2 separate regions of the Mus musculus genome follow, and region 1 is linked to region 2. Evidence: chromatin contacts called from public Hi-C data. All regions are on one chromosome and are shown on one strand. The core of a region is the stretch at or near the end of the contact, and the rest is flanking DNA. Distances in the headings are between cores, read along the strand shown. Region 1 holds the start of Ppp2cb (protein phosphatase 2 (formerly 2A), catalytic subunit, beta isoform). Region 2 has its middle 23 kb from the start of Tex15.

Region 1 (4,759 bases), core at 1,791-4,290, 52 kb after region 2:
AGTTCTTTACAATAAAGTTTCAATTAATAAGCAAAAATAATACAGTATGAAATACTAGAAACATAAAGCAGTCTGTAAGTCTAAGGAAGTGAAAAGCATTGTGTTGTTATGATCTGTTGGCCATTGCACTCATTTGACTACAGTCCATTAACTTAACTAATGTCACATTCATACCATTTGCCATTTTTGATGGAAGTGTTTAGTTAACTTTGTTTAGTTCATTATATATTCTAATTATCAATCCTTTGTCAGATACATGAATGTGGGGTGTATGTGTGGTTTTTGGGTATCAAACACAATGTTCCTGCTATTCGCCCCACACTGAGAAGGCTAGGCTGACTCCATAACAGGCTTCAAATCAGCAGATCAGGACTGGGCAAGTCCAGGTAAGTCCAGGCCCCAGATGCTGCCCCGCCACCTGGCCTGAGGCAAGGGCAATGAATGGTTCAGCAGCAGTTTCCAGACCTCCCCAGCAAGTTTCCAGCCCCCACACCCCAGACGGGAATGGCTCACTTTGTTGTCCCTGTATCTTGGTAATGGGAGACCCCAGCATGCTTGACTTCTGTAAAATAAAACACTCTGCATTTACATACTTGAGTCCTGGGTGTCATTCTTCGGTGGATCATGGACCCTTTACAACACCACATCCCACGCCTGTGTCCGTCCTCATCTGTCAGATGGAGGGAGTGTTCACTGTATGGCGCTGTTGGAGTGAGAAGAAAGATGCAAAGCACATAGACTGTACAAAGTACTCTAAAAAGGGTCTTGGTTTCCTAGATGCCATGTGCAAAGTCGTCCCAACATTGTGTGGCAAGAGGGGCACTTCAGCTCAAGTGAGGGCCGTCAGGACAGCAGAGGATGCTATGCTAATGACTTATACAGGGCCCAGTTTCCCCGGAACCTACTGATGCTCAGTTCTTGGGGATGCTTTCCCTTTCCTAACAGACTATAACTTCTTCCCTGACCTCTGAACATTCTTTTTCTACTCTCTACTCCTCGCACCTTGTAGCTCCACTATGGAACATGCCTGCTTTCTGAGGCCTTACCTCAAAAGGTGTGATTTCCTCTCTTCCTCTTCTTCATCTCCCTCTTGGTCAAAATTGCCAAGATCTGCAGCCCTGCCTGTTGTTCTCTTAAACTCTGACAAACGGGTCCTTGAGCTTCCTTCTATTTACCAAAGCTTTCGTTAATAAGACAGAGAACGCACTCAAGGGAATCCTGAGTTCCCCAGGCATAGCCACACTTCACAGAGAAGGCATTTAGATGTGGAGGGGCATGCTGCTAACCTCAGCAACTCACAAAGCTGAGGCAAGACACTGCAGGTACCAGTGCAGCTTGTGGCACACAGTGAAAACTGCCTCGGGGTGGCAAGTGTGGGGGACCAAATTCCTGCCTCCTCTATAGCACTACTTAGTAAAACACTTTAGTCTCTCTTACTTACTGCCGATATTCACTCATAACTTATAAAGTCAGCTCCCAACCCTTGCACTGTAGTAGTGTTGCTGTACCACTGGGCAGCTGCTTTTCCCACTCCATCGTTGAGAGAGGTGTGGTAGGTAGCAGTGCCTGTAATCCCAGAATTTGGAAAGTGGAGACAGGAGGATTAGGAGTTCAAGGTCATCCTCAACTCCAGAGCAGGGAGCCAGCCTGGAATAAAAGAAACCTTGTCTTAAAATAAACAAGGTCTGCAGAGATGGCTGGGGGGCAGCGTACTTTGCCTACAAGCCTGAGTGTGATGCCCAGAGCCCACCTAAAACTGGAGATCATCTACTTCACAAAGTCCATGTACTCACACAACTGACAAGATTTTGTGCTTACTTATTTCAACTAATGACAAATCTGCAGCTAGAGGCAGTTTGGGGATTGCTTCAAGCTGAGAAATTGACAAAACCAACTCAGGAACCATGACGCTGTTGAGCACTTGCGAACAGCAGAAGCAGCCGTACATGTTTCAGACCCAGGAAATAGGGTCTGTGAGCACAGCTTTAAAGGTCTCGGTATCTAGCCCCTGTTATATAAAGATCACTAATTACAGCCAAGGCATCATAGTAGTCACAACAAAGAATGATAAGATGGAATGGCCACAGAAAAATTTAAAAATCATTTCATGGTTTAAAGAGATTAGCTGAGGTTAGGATAAACACAGCTTGGTGGTAGTGGTGCACACCTTTAACCCCAGCAGTTGGGAGGCAGAGGCAAGTGGATCTCTGAGTTCGAAGTCAGCCTGGTCAACAGAATGAGTTCCAGGACAGCCAAGGCTACACTGAGAAACCCTGTGTTGAAAAAAACCAAGAGAAGAAGAAAGAAGAAAGAAGGAAGAGGAGGGGAAGGAGAGGGGGAGGGGGGGGGGGAGGAGGAGGAGGAGGAGGAGGAGGAGGAGGAGGAGGAGGAGGAGGAGGAGAAGAAGAAGAAGAAGAAGAAGAAGAAGAAGAAGAAGAAGAAGAAGAAGAAGAAGAAGAAGAAGAAGAAGAAGAAGAAGAAGAAGAAGAAGAAGAAGAAGAAGAAGAAGAAGAAGAAAGAAAGAAAGAATGAAGAATGTGTGCTACTCTTACAGATGCCCTAAATTTGGTTTCTAGCACCATATACCACCAACTCCAGCTCCTGGAGAGCCAATACTCTCTTCTGTCCTCCCAAGGCACCTGTACACACGTGACATAAACGTAAATACATCCTTTGTTAAAAGTTATCTTTCTGATATAGACAGAAAGGGTCTGAGATTCAAGGCTACGCAATGAATTACTGCTAAGAGTAGAAATTTACTCAATAAATATTTAGTGCATGCTCTAGGGTAGTGAAAGGTTGAGGGAAAAGCCCAACAGTCTCAATGCCCTGTGCGGAGAGAGGTCCAAGGCGAGAACCGGATTCCCCAAGGGCAGAGTGGGCAGGAGGACCGGGGGAAGGATGCAAGGGGACCGTTTCTCCGCCGGGCCGCGCGAGGGCGCTGCTCCCCTCCTCGTGCGCCGGGCCCGGCGGCGCCGCCCACTCGCCTTTTCCCGGCGGAAATGCCGGGGCGATGACGGAAACCCGGAGGGAGGGAAGAGAAAGAGCGAGAGGGCCGTGGCCAGAGCGCGGAGAGGCCTGCGGGTGGCAGCGGGCGGGCGGGCGCCGTCGGGCCGGAGCCGAGCCGAGCTGCGCCGCGCTCTGCGCTCCGAGCCGTAAGCCCTTCGCCGCGCCCCAGGCGCGTGGCCGGGGCCGGGCGGGGCGGGCGCTCCCGGAGGCCGGGGCCCGCGGCTGCCCGCTGGGCTTGGGCGGGGCGCGGGCTGCGCGCTCCGCGGCTCGGTGGTCCCGCCGGGGGCCGGCGGCGGGGGAGGCGGCGGGGACGCGCGGCTCGCCGCCATGGACGACAAGGCGTTCACCAAGGAGCTGGACCAGTGGGTGGAGCAGCTGAACGAGTGTAAGCAGCTGAACGAGAACCAAGTGCGGACGCTGTGCGAGAAGGTAGGCGGCCCGCCGCGGAGGCGCGCGCAGGGGTCGGGGGGGGAAACGGGCCCTGGCCCCCGGCTGGAGTAGGGGACGGGGTGCGGGACCCCACCCCACGCCCCGAAAACCAGGCTGCTGCAGTCCCCGGGCTCCACGGACAACTGCCCTGAAAGTCGTTAACACCGAGCGGTGGTTAGTGTGGCGTCGATCGCTCGCAGGTGATCCACGGAGTGCAAGGAGCTTTTGTTTGCACACTAGTGGGCGTGATGGCAGGCCGAGCCTTCTCCCAGCCTGGGTTTGGCGGAGGCAGATGACTGAAGGCTGGTCTGGGCGGCCGAGTGGCTATGGAGAGGGACGTCTTTTTCAGGAAGAAGACAGCAGGTGCTGAATTTGGAAACGGTGCTTACTGGCAACGTTAACTGGGATAGGTGCTATTTAGAACCGGCCACGTTACAGAAAGTTACTTCCTTTTTTTTTTTTTTAACCCTGTGTATCCCTCCCGACCCCACGCTATAGCTTGCAGGTAATGGATTAGGTAATCCCTTTTTGATCGTGTCTTCTCAGCTTTCAGACATGTGTGTGTATCTATTGGTTTATTAACCGCTAGGTTTTTGGGTTTTTTTTTTTTTTTTTTTTTTTTGCTTATATCATCTTATTTAGAGTCTTTTTTTTTTTCATTCCTCTTTTTTATTGTGGGCTAACTCGCTTCCCCATGTTCAAGAGCCCTGCGAGAGAGTAACGGAGCTAAGTATTCAAGTCAGAGTCTACATTTTTTTCCCCAGAAGTTAGGATCCTACCAAAGGATTTTGTTTATCCGTCTGATAACAGGCACTCCTTACTTGGGGTGGGGAGTGATAGATGGCTCTTGGTGCGCTTTTCAAGTTGACCAGGGCCTTTGTGGGTTGAATAAGTACTTAGCACAGGAGAGTTTCTTTCTTCTAGTAGAGCCGTGAAGAAAAGGGTGTTTCCCTCAGAAACTGTTTGTGTATCGTCTCAGTTAGCTTTTATTTATCTTGTGTGATAACCTGTAATTTCGTTAAGTCTTAAAGGTAACCTTTTAGGTGATCTCTCTCAAGCTGGAGCACCACTGGGCTGTCCAGTTTGGAAATTGAGTCAGTCAACCTTATTGTAGTTGTGACATCCAACCTATAAACCAAGAGGTGGCGAATCCGGCTAGGTGTTTCCATTTGACTTTCTGATAATTTTAGGATCCACTCTTACAGAAGGTTGTACCATGGCTTTGAAGTATCACACTGAAGTCTTAAACTCTTAGGAAGGTTTGTGAGTCTTTTAAAGTTTTTTTTTTTTTAAACTCCACTTCTAAGTAAACTGGATTACC
Region 2 (4,377 bases), core at 871-3,370:
AGTCACATTGTGGAGTCACCGGTTTAAGTTAAAAAGTAATCACTTGGGGCTGGTGAGATGGCTCAGTGGGTAAGAGCACCCGACTGCTCTTCTGAAGGTCCGGAGTTCAATTCCCAGCAACCACATGGTGGCTCACAACCATCTGTAACAAGATCTGATGCCCTCTTCTGGAGTGTCTGAAGACAGCTACAGTGTACTTACATATAATAAATAAATCTAAAAAAAAAAAAAAAAAAAGAGCACTGACTGTTCTTCCAGAGGTCCTGAGTTCAAATCCCAGTAACCACATGGTGGCTCACAACCACCTTTAATGGGATCCGATGCCCTCTTCTGGTGTGTCTGAAGACAGCTACAGTGTACTTATATGTAATAATCAATAAATAAATCTTAAAAAAAAAAAAAAAGTAATCACTTACGTTCTAGGACTATCTTATGCCTGTATGTGTTAACCATCAATAACTAACAGGTATGTGGAGAGAGGCGGGAATAGTGTTTTCCCTTACATCAAGTTGAGAGGTCCACTTTACAGCGATACAATGTAATTGCCAACTCTTGCCTTTGTTTGTTAATGAGATTTCCAAGCCATCAGCTATGCTATCTGTTGTCACTGCACAGCTGTGCAATGCCATTTTAAACACACACATAACTGTTGCCCTCTTCTTTCCCCTCAGTTTACTTGTCGTCTTGTTACACCAATACTAGAGAGTATGGTTTCATACATGGCACTCTGAAGCAGTGCAGGCTGGATATGAGCTGTGACCTGCAGTTCACATGGCAGTTTGGGGAAACAAAACTGGTTCGAAATGAATATCTGGAAAAACAGTTTGCTGCTAAGAGGTAAGTTGGTGTGACTGAAGATGCTTGAGGTTGTTTTTAACCGTGGAGTCATGTGAATTAACTTCCTTCTGTCGCTTGAAATTGCTAAGAAAGTAAGTGTAGATTATTTAAGGCAGGGCTAGGGAGATGGGTAAAGTACAGGTGAAGTGCCTGTAGTGCAAGCATGCAGAGCTGAATTAGATTTCCAGCACCGGGGAAGATTCAGGCACAGCAGAGGAGGTGGCAGTAAGGGATACAGGTGGATCCCTGGGGCCCATTGACAACCAGCCTAGCCAAATGGATGAACTTCAGGTTCATTGAGTGGAACTAACTCTAAAACAGCAGTTCTCAACCTGTGGGTCACAACCCCTTTAGGGACAGACAATCCTTTCACAGGGGTCACCCAAGATCATCAGAAAATACAGATATTTATGATTTATAACAGCAGCAAAATTACAGCTATGAAGTAATAGCAAAAGTATTCTTATGGTTGGGGTCACTACAACATGAGGAGTTGTACTAAAGGGTCTCAGCCTTAGAAAGGTTGAGAACCACTGCTCTAAAAAAAAAAAAAAACTAAGGTGGAGAGCAGTCGAGAAAGCTGTCTGATGGTCTGATATCAACCTCAGACATCCACAGATGTGCACACATGAATATATGTGTATACACTCATAGAGACACACAAATACATGAATATATGTGTATACACTCATAGAGACACACAAATATTGACTTAAAAATACAGATTTATTTTCCTCCCATAATCTCTTATAATACTTTTAAGTCATATTTGTTTCATGCAGTAAGATGGTCAGTGGGATTTGTGGTCAGGTGGCCCAGTGTCGATTCTTCGTTTCACATCTGTGTACATAGAGAAAACATCTTGTTGTGGAAGCTGTAATGATTTGGTGTGTCCCACAATAATGCCCCCCAACACCTTCCTGTCCCCAACACCTTCCCACCCCCATCCACAAATCTTCACTGATGAAAGTTCATTGCAATGACATAATGAGTCGTTGGTCTGCTTTGAGGCCTGTGGCATATGTGACACCATCAATATTGGCTCCTCACAGAGCCAATTACTTGGTTCTCATGTTGTTACCCTGCGTCATGGATATCCTGCAACTTCAGGCCAGGAGGACCACCAGCCCTTTTCATGCATCCCAACCATTCACTAATTATGTAGATTTGGGGGAGGGCCTACTCCAAGCCCTGGGTCTGGGCTTGGTTGGTAGCTGAGCTGCTGGTTGTCCTGGATCCTCCCCACTAGGGTGAGCTCTCCAGCACTGCTCCGGCTAGGGCTCCCAGTGCCCTCAGGTGGCAAGTTCAGCTCTCCCGCTGAGTCATTTATAAAGCATCAGTTTTGTGGTTCCTTATGCTTACAAAAGTGAAGTTGCAAAGAAATCATAAAGCAACACTTTTGTCTTGACCCAACTCTTGGTGTTTTGAGGAAGGATTTCACAAGCTCAGCCTGGCCTCCATCTTGCTGTTAATAGGAGGGGACCTTGAACTCCATCCTCTGCCTCCCAAGTGTTTTGTTTTTGTTTTTGTTTTTTAAGCTCGTGGACCATTGCAGTAGCTAGAGAGGAAATACAAAAGTTTGAAGGCAAGCTGTAATCCTCAGCCATTGCTGGGGGAAGAGAGAAGAACATTGCATTTGAGTTAGGAGTCTTAAAGTAGGCACCTTCAGCAACAGGTCAGGAAGCAGCTGCGCGGGGCAGAGCTGGGTGCTCTTGAGAAAAAGTGAGACTTTGAGAGTGTTGACTTTGGCCAGTTTGCCCAGAATGGATGTGAGGCGAAGGCGAAGCTAAGCTTCTGTGAGTTGGAACTCAGGAAAGTGGCAAACCCCACAGGGAGGTCTGGAACTCCTTGAAGAGTAGTTTGAACAAAGACTAACTTTATCACCCACTCTTCTTTCATGCGGTGTTTTGAGACAATTTTTTTTCTTACAGCCAGTTTTGTTTCTTGTTTAGCCGACTCTCGCCCCCCACCCCCAAAATTGGGCAGCTACTTAGTGGTGCACGACATTTTAAAGCATTTCTAATGGCAGACAATTGTGTAATTTTCTTAGGTACTTGTCCAGTTAAACAAAAACCTTTTCCCAAAGAACTTCACAGAACTTAGCACTGTGTGTTGGGGGGCGTGGGGGAGGAGTGTGTGTCCTGTACTATGGTGAGGATTTTTTATCTTTTCTGTATGTCCATAGTGTAAGATTGAGTGTGGCCACATAGTCAGTGCCTAAACTCATTTTTAAAATTCCATGATGCTGGGCAACAATCTAAAGCTTGAAGCCATGGGTGGAAAGGAAAAAATGAAAAGAGTGCTTAGCAGAAGAGAGTGACTGAGTGGGAGATGAAAGGAAATAAGTGACTCATTCCTGCCTTTCCTTTCAACCTCTCCTCTTAGAGAATAGTTTATAATCTGTAGTCTTAAGTAAAACAAGTGGCTCCAACAAGGTGCCAGTCCACATTCTTACCTGCTTCGAGTCTATGCTTTGCAGGTGTTAAATTAGCAAAAATATGAATGCTCTTAAGAACCTATGAGTTTGGACACTCTTTAGGTATTGTACCAAGCACAGCATTTCACACATAGAAGTGTGAATAAAATTAACCTTTTAAGTTTGTTATAATAAACAAGATGTGGAATGAGATGAAATAGCATATTATAATAAAGGTAGAAGTGCTCAAATCAAGAGTTGACCTAGGAGCCTTAGAAGTATTTTGTTTGAAAAAGTTTAGAAACTTGAGGTGGAATTGTGGATAAGAGAAAAGCTAAATTTAATTCTTCTTAAGTTTGCTCAAATATGTAGCAGCTGACCTCTTTTCTCTTTTTAAGTATTTGTAAATATGTTAAATCTTTAGGAAAGGATTATATCATTTTAAACACTGTACACACCTTGATACTGTGATTAAATCTTTTGTAAATGTCTAGTTTTACATTTTCCACCGTAGCTGTGTAGTCTGACTCATCCCAGGGCTAATCTCATCAACTTCATGATTAATTCCAAGAGTAGAATTATAACAGTTTCGGCAAATGCCAGTGAGAAGAATTGGCATAGTAGTATCTGAGGAATAGAAGCCAATATGAACAAGGAAATGCCTTTTTCCTGGTACAAAGCACACCTGGTATAATGAGGCTCCTGTTTGGATGATCCAGTGCTAAGGACATCAGGGCAAGATGGGATAAACCCAGGTCATCATGGTGATCTGTAGTTATCTAATAAATTTCTCCTGATATGAAAGACTGCCTGATAGCTGAGATCGAGCAAAATTACTCTTAAGACAGTAGATTGTCTTTACTTGAATTCAATTGAAACTGAATTTAGTACTGGAAAGGAGATATTCCCAAGTAAGTTATTGCAAAATAGACTGTAGTTGAGGAGTCAAGAATTACAAATACACTCCCCTATGCTCTCAGATGGGAGGTTGGTGATAACCTGACTTGGGACAGAGTCCATGGAGTTCATTAATAGTAGTTAATACACAAAATATCAGTGTATTTAATGTCATGACTGTTTCCTGCTTAAATCAAAGAAAGATCACTTTTAAAAATAATAAAAAT

What was found. A called contact is a pair of places that touch in the nucleus more often than the background predicts.
Region 1: a contact with region 2 is called in a Hi-C map of cortical neurons, with 1.9 times the contacts expected there. The contact joins the promoter of Ppp2cb here to the enhancer-like site in region 2. A contact is called at or near these places in 1 of 15 datasets of contacts at CTCF or cohesin (the NIH/3T3 cell line), 4 of 484 Hi-C or Micro-C datasets (cortical neurons, granulocytes, granulosa cells and 1 more), 2 of 115 datasets of contacts at active chromatin or transcription factors (both in embryonic stem cells) and 2 of 9 other capture datasets (adipose tissue and pancreatic islet).

What each region holds. Positions count from the first base shown.
Region 1 is chr8:33,596,581-33,601,339 of GRCm38.p6, forward strand. It overlaps Ppp2cb (protein phosphatase 2 (formerly 2A), catalytic subunit, beta isoform), which reads left to right and starts at 3,041. Exons shown (of 7, transcript NM_017374.3): 1 at 3,041-3,438. The coding sequence starts at 3,337.
Region 2 is chr8:33,545,516-33,549,892 of GRCm38.p6, forward strand. It overlaps a transcript of Tex15 not described here. Among named protein-coding and RNA genes, the nearest start is that of Tex15, 23 kb to the right of the region's middle. Within about 2 kb of position 2,121, at least 19 of the 459 cell types and tissues checked have an H3K27ac peak or open chromatin away from gene starts, as enhancers often do.